2 separate regions of the Oryctolagus cuniculus genome follow, and region 1 is linked to region 2. Evidence: chromatin contacts called from public Hi-C data. All regions are on one chromosome and are shown on one strand. The core of a region is the stretch at or near the end of the contact, and the rest is flanking DNA. Distances in the headings are between cores, read along the strand shown. Region 1 overlaps FOCAD (focadhesin). Region 2 has its middle 100 kb from the start of SLC24A2.

The links. Hi-C and Micro-C count contacts between places; a contact is called where the count stands out from the background.
Region 1: a Hi-C map of liver shows a contact between it and region 2, with 8 times the contacts expected there. The contact joins two enhancer-like sites. A contact is called at or near these places in 5 of 6 Hi-C or Micro-C datasets (ear pinna, embryonic fibroblasts, liver and 2 more).

Annotation. Positions count from the first base shown.
Region 1 is chr1:183,979,987-183,986,868 of mOryCun1.1, reverse strand. FOCAD (focadhesin) reads right to left here. Exons shown (of 43, transcript XM_017340982.3): 26 at 5,152-5,390; 27 at 1,958-2,047. Among named protein-coding and RNA genes, the nearest start is that of HACD4, 110 kb to the left of the region's middle. Within about 2 kb of position 5,263, at least 1 of the 8 cell types and tissues checked has an H3K27ac peak or open chromatin away from gene starts, as enhancers often do.
Region 2 is chr1:182,826,231-182,833,155 of mOryCun1.1, reverse strand. No RefSeq gene overlaps it. Among named protein-coding and RNA genes, the nearest start is that of SLC24A2, 100 kb to the right of the region's middle. Within about 2 kb of position 5,640, at least 2 of the 8 cell types and tissues checked have an H3K27ac peak or open chromatin away from gene starts, as enhancers often do.

The DNA of each region.
Region 1 (6,882 bases), core at 4,014-6,513, 1.2 Mb before region 2:
TCCTGTCCCAGGTGGGATAGTTCAAGATTGCTTCACACTACTTAGAAAGCTATGCAATTTAAACTTTATGAGTTGTTTATTTCTGGAATTCTCCATTTAATATTTTTTGGACCATGATAAACTATAGGCAACTAAAACTAAGGAAAGTGAAACCACAGGTAAGGGGGGATTACTGTACATAAGGACTGATAACCACAAAACATTAGGAATGACAAAATACTGAATCTCAGTAAACTGTAGAAATAATAGCAGTTGGATGAGGGCAGAGGAAAAGCTTCTTGAAGGACCCAAGCTTTTAACAGGGATCTAATAGACAAGCAAGTTTTCACTAAATGGACAGGAAAGTTCTGAGTGCCCTATTCTACTTTGCTCTGCAGAACTAGTTCCCTTTCCAGTCTACTCTACCTTTTCCCAAATATAGATATTCATTAAGAAGGAGAGACTCAAAAAAGAAGGTAAAATGAATAGAATCTTATTAACAAAGAAAAATGGATTTTAGAATTAATTAATTAGAATTAATATTCTTAGACATTCAAAGCTTTTGTGTACATAAACACTCATATGGTGGACAATGCAGTCCTTCCTATATTCAAACACGTTCCTGCAAACTAATGGAGATGACACATGAAAGTCATTCTTGATTATTCAAACTGGCTGAAAGTCTGCAGCATCTTACACTTTTTTTATCTTCATAACATGCTGAGAAACAGCTTTGATGAACATCTTTGAGGGAAACAGAAGGCAGGAGGAAGAAAAGACAGACAAACATGCAGCAGGGGAGAGAAATTTCTTATTTCTTGGTTATAAAAGGCAACAACATTAAACTCTTTCTTTTGCCGAATTCAAATCAAATTATTATGTCAGTTGTTTAAATTGTTTCTTGATAAAGTAGGCAAGTGTCTACGGCCTGTCAAATCCTAGCTTGCATCTGAAAGAAGATTCTGTAATTTTCACTTACTACATGGACATTTCACTTTGCTTAAGATGAAACCCTTTATCCTTGCAGCTACCTCTACCTTTTAATTTATTCTTTTCTTGGTCTAACAGGCTAGATGATATGGATGTAGCTTTAGATCTTAAGTTCCTAATGGTCATTGATTTAACTCATATTTGAACAGTGCCCAAAATAGCAAAAGGTAAATGAGTTAATAAACTAGAGATTAGTGCTTATAATCTGTTGTGTTTCCTGGTAACAATGAACTGCAGAGAATTCAAAGTTGAGGTTCCAAAATATTTGGAAGTCCAACAAGTTACAATGTAGGTCCTCACTGGTGTCAATATTTCTGAAAGCTTAACAAAAACATACACATTGACCCACACAGGTCACATAGACTGAAATGTTAAAGTCTCTTTCAACAAGTATGTTTAACACTCTTTTTTGATATATTATTTCCTGATTAGTTCTTTTTCCTTTTGATACCTTTCAATACTAGAGTGAGAAAATAAATTTTGAGATATCTAATTTAATATACAAAATTTTAAGAAACATCAGTTGTGTAAGGGGACAAAAGATATATTAAGGCTGAGAACCCCTGATATAACAATGTTTGTTTCTATTTTGCTTCCCTAGTCAATGAATGTTACAAGGAAACACAAAACATCATTCAAAAGCTCTCTTAGCCCAATCAAATTCAAACAGTTTCAACAGACCATTAAAAAGGTTAAGTCATGCATCCAGGTCCCCAAATACATGCCTTACATGATAAGTACGAAACAAAACTAAAGTCTTATATAAAGGAAGAAGCCACAATGGGATACTTGTTGCTTTGTATTTAAACAAACTTACTGAAACACAGTTTTCAGAACAATGAAGTTTTGGTTTCTTGATTATTATGAAAATCTGGCAAAGGTATTCAAGATCAAGCATTACCAATATCTCACCACAGCATTCAAATTTTCTGGCATAGCAGGAACCAATCTCTAAGTATCTGTTAGAATGGAAATGGAAACAACATACTTGTATTCAAGACTAGTGTCAAAGCAGCAGTTTTCCAGGGCATCTAAAGACTTCATCAGAAGAAGATTCATCTGTTGGCCAGATACATCACTGGATAAAGATAAAGGTAGAAAATGAATTATTTAAATTCATTTAACTATATGAAATACTTAAAAACAAAATTTTGTTCTCAATACTTTACTTGAAATGCCAGCATCTCTTTTATTTTAAAAAGGAATAATATTGATGATCTCCATATGCTTATTTCACAGAGAAAACTGGGTCAGAGAAATTATTCAATAATTGGGTTTCTGCACAACAACCCTACAGTAATAATAAACTGTACAATTCCTACTTTTGACTTTTCAACATATTTTAATTTTAAATCACTGAAAAATAAAAGCCAAAGTAACAATTCCAAATAAATATTTCTAAGAATGCTAATGATTTTATTCCAAATATTTAATAACTAATTAAGCTGACATCAGCTTAATTATTTATTGATTAATTAATAATCATCCCAAACCTCTCTTGCACTGTCACTTCTGATTTCACATCTCAATTCAGAGGTCATAAGCTCTTTTCTTTTTTTACATTTTTTTAAAAGGGGAAATGAACCCTAGCTGTATATTCTACTTTTATACAGTACTTGATGTGGGTTTTGTAACTGGCTTGATGAGAACCAGGATGGCAGAGTTGTGGGCTTCATTGCTGGCCCTTGATTACTAAGGTGTCCTCACACCTCAGCTCCCAGGCTGCTGCATCGGATCGGATCCATTTGGTGGACTGTAGTTCCAAGAATGCCAACCAGGCAGCCAGCTCTTTAAATAATGTCTTCCAAACCATGACTACAGTGACTTCCCCCACGGTGAAGAATTATATTTTGCAATGAGAGAAACATACACGCACACGCACAGGAAAACACATACACACAGATTTAATGAAGTCTTAATAAAGTTGTTCTGTGGAGGAAAATACACTCAAATATCTTAAATACTAAAAAGAGCATACTTGCATCCTCTGGAGGTTATGGCACACATGAGAAGCTTTGAAATAATGTACTTTTCAGAAGAGATTTTACTTGGCACTTAAATTCAGGAGACATTTTCATAAATTTTAGCAAAAAAAAAAATACAGGATTGACAGTCCTAATTCTCTACTACAAAGGAATTTTTTACTTTCTTAGAATGAATGTCTTGTACCTAAGTGGTCTTTTGGGGTCACTTATTTGATGTCACTAATCATCAGAGTCAAACACCCTTAAAATACTTACCTATATCTTAGAAAAAAAGAGAAACTTTTCCTAAAAATGCCATTATCTGGTGACACTGTCATTATTTAGTAAAACATTTACGTTTCAGATACCTCTGTTCCAAGAAACTGGGGAGGTGGTAGCCATGACTAAATATACTAGTGACTACAGTATTAATATATGGGTCCTAAGGAGGCAGAAGATGCTATCAAATACAGGAACATTAGGGCAAAGTTAACATTTGCAGTTACTCTAGGGATGCTCAGTTATGGGAAGAGTTCCTTGGCGTTTTTGCCCAGGGATTTCCACGAGTACAAAGTCAAGTAGATAAACAGAGGTGAAAGGCAATCTAGAAACCAGTAACAAGTGTTCTGGGGGAATGTCAAAAGTTTCTCCAGGTAAAATGATTAAATTAACTGCAAATGCATTCTTGTCGGCCCTAAAACCAGCATCCCATCCTAAGTTAATGAATAAAGGAGCCAGAGACAGGATAGGGGGAAATGAGTTGCCTAGAATCAAATTGCCACAGCTCATTTTTAGTTGCAAAATATGTTGCTTGAAAAGATACTGACGAAAGAGCATGAACACAGATGGTGAAGAGAATGCCATTTGTGGCATAGTAGCAAAGGGGAAAAATCAATTTCAAGTTTTAAGTCTTTAAAAATATTTTAAACTCGGTTATATACATACATAAGATATGTAAAGTCAGGTGATATGCAAAGGGCAAGTTTTTGTTTATGTCCAGAATCAGGCTTGTAGGTATTGGTGCTGGAGAATACAGCAAAAAAATTAGTATTCTGCACATAGTTCAGTGGTGATGGCAGTGACTAAGCCAATCATCCCAACCATCTGACAGATGTGTTCAAGAGCTGAGAATGATCATCTGAAATACAGTATTTCCCCAGATCAATAGCAATTCTCACAAAAGTTTCACATAGTGGTATTTGTGCCAAACTATGCAAGTTACAAATATAAACTTAACCACTAGCTGCAAGATGAAATCTAAATATAGCACATCAGCCAGTTTATCCATACCAATATAAGTTCTTGCCCTTGCACAACTAATTTCTGAAAACCATAGAAGTTTAAGGACATCTAACATCACAGCAGGATGTCTCTCTCTCCTATCCTATTCCCAGTGCTGGAACACTAGGCTAAGTTCCAAGTCATTGGCATCAAAATATTCATGACAACCAAATATTCATGTTGAATCACTCTGTAATCAATCTGGATATATAAAATTCTAAGATTTCTTATAACATAAAGAATAAATAGTATGAACAACAAAACTAAAATAGATTAGTGCTAAGCAAACATTTTGAATAAGTGGAATTTTCCACCTGAGTCTTTGATATTCCATTACCTTCATTCAAAGGTAAAGCTAGCAGCTCAAAACTGAGCAAACAGAAAAAAGAACACAGTATAATATGCAAAGATTAAGACTATTTAAAGATTATAAAAAATATAGGAAGGGCACAGGATAAAAACATTATTTAAAGCTGAGTACACATAGTTCTCATGTAATTCAGGGTTCCCTAACATTCCTTAGGCACAAGGGATACCCAAATTGTTTCATAAGATTTTACATTGATATCAATAAAGATCATCAATTAATTGTATCCCATATGAGCCATAAAAAAGGTTTTCCTGACTTATAGCACGTAAGATTAGGCTTCTGCTGATGCATATTACACAGACAAACCTGGGGCTTTCAACAGAGCATGAGGTGATTTTCAAGTGACTAATAATCACTTTAATACTAACAGACTTTAAAATACATTAATATCTATAAAATGGCATTCAAGAAAGATAAATTCAACCATAAAGGATCAAGCTTCCCACCCCAAAAAGTTTAGCAACCACATATTGCTTAGGTACAGCATTTAGGTATATGTGTATATGAGTTCAAAACCTTTGCTTAAATCACAAAGAAGAAAAGCAGGTATGTTCCAATAAATTGTACCTGAGTTTCTCCTCACACAGGCGAGAAAGAAACATCCCCAAAGCAAGGCCCATATGGATTTGCACGGCTTGAGACTCATCAGCACTTGGTTTCCCAGGTAACCTGGCAGTCAGCATGTTCAGGATTTCCTCAACCTTCTCTTTGCAAGAGATAATGAAAACTGGCACAAGGAGAGACAAAGCCGTGGCGGCAGCAGAACGGGCAATGGCACTAGCTGTGTTTTCACCAGAATAAGATTTCTAGAACAAGCCAAAGAAAGAAAACAGGGGTTAGCTCTTTGTTTAAAACATGAAGGAAGCCTAACTACCAGAAAAGCATATCACATAATATAAGTTTGTCTTGTATTCACCCATGCCAACCAAAAAATAAAAATAAGTTTTTCAAAATCCAAGTGTGTTTGTCTTATTTTCACTCAACAACTTTCTACTAAATAACTAATAATGTCCTTTTAAATTTGGCAGAAAAACAAAATGTTAAGTTTATTCTGCTTCAAGGTCATGAATTCTTTCACTATAAATATGGCCTGAAACAATTTCAGTGTTTTTAAAAGCCACATGGATGTGTGTGTGTGTGTGTGTGTGTATATGGAAGAACTCAATAGCAAAGCTATCTGAGTTTGGATAAACCATGAAGCCACATTTTAAATGTTCAGAAAGCTAAGCGTTTTCCCCAGGGTAAAAAAAAAAAAAAATGAGGAGGGCAGAGTTTTAAGTTTTCATGTGGAGAAGTAAGTGTAAGTTTAGCATAGGGATCCATTGGCATGTCTCCCAAAGATTTTGGTGGGAACACTTCCCAGTAGTTGGATTATTTCCTACAGAGAGTTAATTCCTTTTAATTAAAAAGGAAGTTGAAATCCTAAAAGCCTCTGGTTACAAAGCAATAACCAGCTATTCAAAATGAAATGGAGAGCACTATATGCTCCTTCCTATATGTAATTATGTGAAAAGAAATAAGTAACAGCCCTAACAAAGTGACAGAGCAACTGAATACGAAAAGCTTCAACAAGAATCCCACGTTCGAAAGCTCAACTGATATCACATACATTTATAAATATATTTCAAATGTGGAAGATAGCCCATTTATCATTTCTATTATCTATTTTTGATTTTCAGAGACATCATAGTCAGTATTGTCTCCTTCATCAGAAAACATTAAAATGTATTTTTTAATTCTATGCCCATTTACTAAGCTTTAGTATTCTAAGGATAAAAAGCAAACATGTACTAAGTTATACTTTATGTTAATATAGCACTATTGAACTGAAAATGTTATTGAAATGAGCCAGATGCTAGGACACAGGAAATAAGGTAAGTGACTTTTGAAACAATTTGAAAAGTATAATAATCACAAAGGTAAGGTGCAACACTGAGCTGTCTAGAAGAGAGATTTTTTTACTGGTTTGCAAGAACTAAGCAGCACTGTTTAGGATTGCACACATGTGCTGTTCTGGTGAATAACTAGACTAGATAATTATTGCAAAGACTTTTACATAAGCTTTGAAAGAAGTATTCATCCATCATTATACAAATAAGAACACTGTTGACAGAAAACAAACCATCATAAACAAATTTCTTCTTTAAGCAAAACTTCCCTTCTAATTTAATTCTACGTTATCTAGTAAGTCATTTTTGTCCTCAAGTTAGTTAAAAATCTAGCTCCAGAGCCTAAGCCCCAGGTGAATACATACCAAGTATTCCTAGGGCCAGGAGGATAGAACCACACAAAATATAC
Region 2 (6,925 bases), core at 4,391-6,890:
GTTTACACCCCGTCGGGTTTCAGGTCACTCTGCAAACACAGGATGTTCAGCTGAAACAACGGAGTTTGGGCGGTTCGCCCCTCCGAGCCATAAATCAACACTGCTGCCACCCAGGAAAGAGGTGAGAGACAAAGCCCCTCTTCCTGTAACTCATTTGAGGGTTTGTTGGGAGTAGGGGGTGTGAATTCTGGAAAGAGCAGTGGTCCTCATTTCACACCCACTGGGTTTTCATCCTGAGCTGCGTCTCCTCCAATGAAATGCTCTCTGCTTGGAGAAAAGGTGTCAATACCAAATGAGGAATTAATAATAGTGAACAGGAGCCATGTTTGTTTTTTTAATAATATTAATTGTCAGAGGCACTTTACACTGTTAGCCAGATAGTGTGCTACGCACTTAACGTTCTAACCCCATTTGACTCTTCAAATGAAGTAGCTACCATTATTTGCTACATCCTACAGAGAAGGAACCCAGGCATAGCCAGCAGCTGGGCAGAGCCAGGACGTGAGCCCAGCAAGCAAGCAAAAGCTCTCGGATGGGACCCAGGACCACAGTCCCAGCCTGAAGCACAGGACACCACCTCTCTTCACAGACTTGGTGATGGCAGGGGCTGGGGGATCATCAGTGGGAGACCACAAGAAGGGCATCGCTCACAGCAGGAGGCCACTTGCTAGGGTCCTTTATGACTCCAGGCCTTTCTGGCGCTCCGGCAGATCTGACAGGCAGAGAGAGAACTCTGCCGTCTCCTCCAATGGTGGCAGCGGCCCGCTGAGAATCCAGCCCTGTAGTCTCCACCTGTCTTGGCAACCGTAAATCCTATTAACACTTGTGGAAGTCACTTTTCTGCCTAACAGGGAAGGAACATGGACCTCTAATCGCTGTGGACAGAGGACGGGGAGATCCAGTTTTCCTTGGCCGCCCCGGGCCTATCCACTGCTCTCCAGTGGCGAGTGCTGAGAGTCTGATCCCAGCTCTGCCCCAGCCTCTGCAGGTGGAGTTTGCCCTTTGGGACGATTAAGTCATTTGTAAGATACAACTTAGGTGCTCTTTAGAATCTCCTCTCCAAAGAAGATCTCACTGGCAGTAGACTCACTGCCTTCTTTTCTGGGTCCATGCCCTCAACGGCCACTTTTAGTGCAATATGGGGCCTCGTTGGGCTTCATCCCTTTGAGGAATCTCCTTTTTCTCCTAACCGTTGTCACAAGATGGTAACAGTTTGACACTGCTTTTTTTTTTTTTTAAATCCTGGCATGAACAGCACAACCTCCAAGTTATTCAAAGCAGAGCAGACGACGGCCCATTTTGAGCTATGAACACCGGGACCCGAATGGGATGACATTCGAAAAGAACAGGGTGCAGGATTTGGATCAGCGAGCGAATGCTTGCCGTGGGCAGCAGGGCTGGGGCACGGGAGAGCCAAGGATTATTGCAAGATCTCAGCCCCAAGCGACCAGAGACTGGGCTTTCCTAGAACGGAGGTGCCCTGTAACTACAGCGGGGAGAAAAGGAGACAGAAAATGGTGAAGTCAAACAAAGGGGCAGGAAGAAAACGCAGAGAAACAAAAGTGTTCCTCCCCTTGCAGAGTGAAAGGGGCCGCCGCCGGACCCCAACCCAGTGCTCGCATGCCATCTAGTGGTCGCGATGTGTGACTGCCGCGCAGACTGCTGCGGGTGATCTTGACTCGCGAGCTGTGGGAAATATCGCTGCCTCGTGGTATGCTCCGGAGACCTACTCCACGTAACTTGAGTCAAAACCGCCACCGGGAACACACACCCTTGTCTGTGGAAGTCTTGTTTGTTTACTGTGCAATTAAAGAACAGATGTGTGCCTTGCTCAATCGGCCGGTTTACAGAGGTTGGGCTTGGAAATTCCCCAGCCCCTAGCAATGTCTTTGAAAAGATTCACGATTAAAATCTCCGTCGGGAAAAGCCATTTCTGTATCAATAAAGACTTTTAGTTTCTTCTGTTTTCTGATCCTATCCAGGAGTCCAACATTCTTTAAGTTTTAAAAAAGAGAGGGATGGGGGACAGTGTCACATGGATTCATTGCCCAGAATCCACACTCTGATGAAGGAATCTCAAGGTTTACCCTCTTCTAATCATTAACTTTTCTTTGACAAATACAGAATGCATGTCTGGGCTATTTTTTTTCCTACAGGTTTCTCCCTTTCTCAAGTACAAAATACTTGAGATCCCCAATGCTTAGGCCTTGGTAGTAGAGCTCACTGATTAGTATAAAATGCAGAGCTTTTCAGCAGTGAGAGCTCTGGTGCTAACAATGAAACATAGAGCGACATAAAAAATTGGACTTTCAGAAATATATATGCGTGCCCTGAGTGATTACACTTGCCACTGCCAAGTATTCTCACACGGTGCTAGAGTCTAGCAGATTACAAAAAGATCAAGCAAATACAACCTGCAAAACTATTTCTCTGTGCCTGTATATACAAGACGAGCCACACTTGTAAATCCAAGCTGCAGGCTGCTTTCTCTAGACCCCTCTGCATTTTTTTCTGGGTCAGTCTAAATATACACAACTTTGGCTGACTGAGCAAACACAGGTACAGTCTAGACCTAGCCAGTGAGAGATGGTCCCATTTTGTTCCACTGCACACCTGGGCAGGTCTGAGGTATCACTGGCCATTCTGAGGGTGATCACACATGCTCCTTTACGTGAGACAAGCTGTGCAGTACAGGAGATCAAGAATCAATGGGTGCTATGGAAATTTCCAGTTTGACGCACTGGTTTGGTCTGGGTCCAAAGGTTCCATGGAATTGACTTCACTTGAAGTCTGATCTTCATGGAGACTGAGCCTGGTATAGCCAGAAAAGCTAGGCTGGTTCTTTCTTACCACATTCAAAAGCCCGTTTTTTGTTTAGTTTAGTTTAGTTTGCTTTTTTGTTTTTTGTTAAGAGCCAAATGAGCTCAAAGATAGCAATTACAGGGCAGCCAACAGAGTCTCATTGAGATAAGAGAGCAGGAAGGTGCTAGGAGGGTTGGTGGTGGCTTTGGTGAAAAAAGTCATTTCACTTTGTGTTTTACTCTTTTTTTGACAGGAAAAGTTAGACAGTGAGAGAGATACAGAGAGAAAGGTCTTCCTTCCATTGGTTCACCCCCCATATAGTCGCTACAATGGCACGCTGCACCTACCTGAAGCCAGGAGCCAGGTGCTTCCTCCTAGTCTCCCATGCAGGTGCAGGGGCCCAAGCACTTGGGCCATCCTCCACTGCCCTCCCGGGCCACAGCAGAGAGCTGTCCTGGAAGAGGAGCAACCGGGACAGAATCCAGTGCCCCAACCGGGACTAGAACCCTGGGGTGCTGGCACCGCAGGCGGAGGATTAGCCTAGTGAGCTGCGCTCTGGCCCGTGTTTTACTCTTCATCTAGTCTTCATGTCTCCCTGTTTGTTCACCCTGAGCCCAAACTTAGGAAGTTAATTTCTGCAGACATGGAAAGGTATTGCTCTGGGCTGACTGATGGCAGAACTGTTGGCTGTTGGGGAGGACTCACTTGAGGAAAGGACCCCCTTCTGAGCAGCGATGCCTGTGAAAGTTCCCTGGATTCATTGTGCATTTCACACAAGCTCTTGCAAATCCATGTTGTAGAATTTCAGCTCCAAGCAGGGTGCTAATAGAATTTTCTATGGCATGACCCTTGAAAGAAGCAAAGACAATTAGTTATTCCCTCTCCAGCAGTCCTCTCAGATGCCCTAAGATCACTGCTAATGTCAAAGTTAGCAGGTGGAGGGCACCTACTTGCTGAGAAAGTGTCTACACATTGGGCCCACTGATAGACAGCTGTCTAGACCAGTGATGAAAAACTAACCGAGTTAGCATTCCAGAAGTTGCAGGAGACATAAGCTACAGAAGCAGAGGAGCAGAGAGCAAGAGCATTAGTGGTATCCCCAAAAGCAGTGGTCATGGTAGAGTCCTCGAGAAATGAGCACCTGATATCTGAGGCTGGAGACGCTTCAATAGCACAACCACCCCAAATAAGCTTTCACATCTCAGCTGGCTGAGGAGGAAATCCTGGCCTCTCAGCCATTCTGTTTTCCTTGCTCCTCTACAGGTAGTTTCATAGTAATTCCCACTGCCTGAGTGGATTGGATATGTCTCCTTGTTCTTCATACTGCACAGCCAACTAACTGCTCTACTCCTTCATGAGGATGAACATGACACATGAACGTGGCAAATGAGCCAAACGCCATCTCTTTGTTCATTACCCTCGCTATCCTCTCCTTTGAGAAATGATCCCAACCAGGTTAAGCTGCTGCTTGCGATGCATGCATCCCATATCAAAATGCTGGTTCCAATCCTGGCTGCTCTGTTTCTGATCCAGCTATTGTGCCTGAAAAGGCAGCTGAAGATGGATCCCTGATACCCATGTGGGAGCCAAGGATGGAGTTCCAGGATCCTGGCTTCAGCCTGGTTCAGACCTGGCTGCTGCAACCATTCGGGGAGTGAACTGCAGATGGAAGGTTCTTCTCCCTCTCCTACTTCCTTTCCCTCTCTCTCCCCCTCCCTCTCCTACTCTCTGTATTTTTGCCTCTGCCTCTCTCTCTCCATCTCTGTAGTTCTGCATTTCAAATAAATAAATAAAAAAGAAATGATCCCAAGCAGCTCCCTACTAATGGTTCTCCATGGGGAGACATTTGGCAGATTGCATTCTCCATAATGTGATAACTATACACTTGATCTTAGCCAAAAGACCAAGAAGTGATATGTGACCACTATAATATCCTTCACCCAACATTTTCTTCCACAATGTGAGCTTGTCCTTCCTGTATGCAGGTGGGAAGGCTTGTGAGTATCACCCAGAAGACTGCTGAAGTGCTACTGTGAGATTTCCAAGATTGGGAAAAGAATGGCAAAGGGACCTGCCCCCTTGCTGTGCAACTGTCTGGGTATGGAGGGTATAGAGCCACGTCAGGGCAGGTTCCAAGAGGGGTGACCATTTTTCTTCATCATGGCTATGGTACCATACCTCCTCTGTTCTAAGATGTTGTTTATTTAAGAAATATCATCAATTCAATGAAGGGTTTGGGGGAACAAATGACTCACCACTACCATATCAAATGTATCATCTATTACGAGATTCATTAAAAGGAACATTGACATGTGAAACAAATGCATGAGCTGCAAAGAAATGCAGTGAGTCCTTCAGCGTGCCTGGACAGCTTTGAATACATCAGAAGAGTACTGAGATCTTCCATTGTCCCCTGTGTGTGCCAGCAAGGCTGACTTCTCCACGAGGCACAGTGCCTACGGCCCACAGTACATTCAGACAGCCACAAAAATATTTCCCTTTCTTAATATCAAAAGAATAAAGTGTCCTTCAGGGTACAATAAAATGTTTTAAAATGTGACAACAATATATTCATTTTTAGATCAACATATTCAAAAATATGATTATTAACACTGAAGAGTTAATACTGAGTACGTTTTATGGAGGGAAGTCATCACACAGTTGAGTTGTCTTTGCCCACCTGCTAAAGAGACTCGGACATGTATAGGCTCTCCTTTTTTGCTCCCTCAATATCCAGATAAAAAGGAATCCCAGGGGGATTTTTTTTCCCACTCAGTACTTCCATATTTGGAATCTAGATGGCTCCATTGCTCTAAAGTTAGCCTGCGATGTGATGTGATTTACAATGACTGTTAGGAAGCTCTCTATGTCTCCTGTGGCGCAGGCAGAGGTTACTTTGGGTAGAGATAGCGTGATGTGTGCACAGCTGGAGGTAGGCCTGGGATTTTTCATGGCTGTCATTCTTTTAAACTCTCAGTCCCCGAGGATAATCAATGGAAAGTAAAACCTGGCCATTTTAAACTCCACTTGAATTATTGAGCATGCAGGCATGAAAAATTTAAATGTCTAGGAAAATAAATAGGGTACATAAAAAGATTTTATTGAATTTCTGCAAATCAGGGAAGAATAGTAAATGGCTGCTTTTTTTTTTTTTTAAGCATACTTGGAAGTCCCTGCCATTTATTGGGAGATCTCTAGACTCCATTGAAAATCGTGGATTCAAATAGTTAGGGACCAAACCAGCAGAGAAAAATACAACTCTCTGAAGCTATTTCATACTCAGGGAGATGGCTTATAAAATTTTTGAGTAGAACAATAAATTTTCCACTTTCAGAATTCTTAGCCTAGTCTTTTAGACTAGATGGTTGCTCATGAAACAATAGAAACAGCTTAAATCATCCAACTTTATTTTCTCTAGCTGTCTGGGGAAGGGTGTCCATGCCAATGTGTACAAATAAAAGCAGGTGAATCTAAGCATGTTTAAGGAGCTTAAAAACCCACTCAGGCCATCCTAGGGACAGCAGTTTCATTTCTAATATTCCTGCTTTTAAACAGAAGCTTCTTAACCCTTTTCCTCCCTCTTGACCACTTGGATTGGTGATTTGTTCCTATTGTATTCAATTAAAATTCTGTATAAATAATAGATGTCTTTTCTGCAATGTGAATTGCCAGTGACGCTTAGGGCCTCTTGTCTGGGAAGTATCAAGCTTGGCAGTTAAAGAAACAATGCAAGGGGTAGAAAGAGGCTTTGCGCCTGCCATGGAGTTCCCTGGGGAAACCGGTGCTTAAGTGTTGTGTTATCTCTAGGGAAAAAACAAGACTCAACTAAATTGTTTCCAAATACATTCAGGTGAGGAGTTTAAATACTCCCCACAAATGATAAAGTGAAGTTTATATGTATGAATAGGAAACAGATTTTTATCTTTCAACCGAAGTGAGGTAACTTAAAACTTCACATAGCATGGCAAGTTCTAAATGTTTAATGAATTAAAAACTATTTTAAAATGATACCCGGTACTAGTAAATGAAAATGAGGAAACACAGGTAAGTGGTAACTGTTTACTATAGGTGTACTGTTGGAAACAGGTTGATAACTGACTTTGGAGCACTCAACTAATGAATA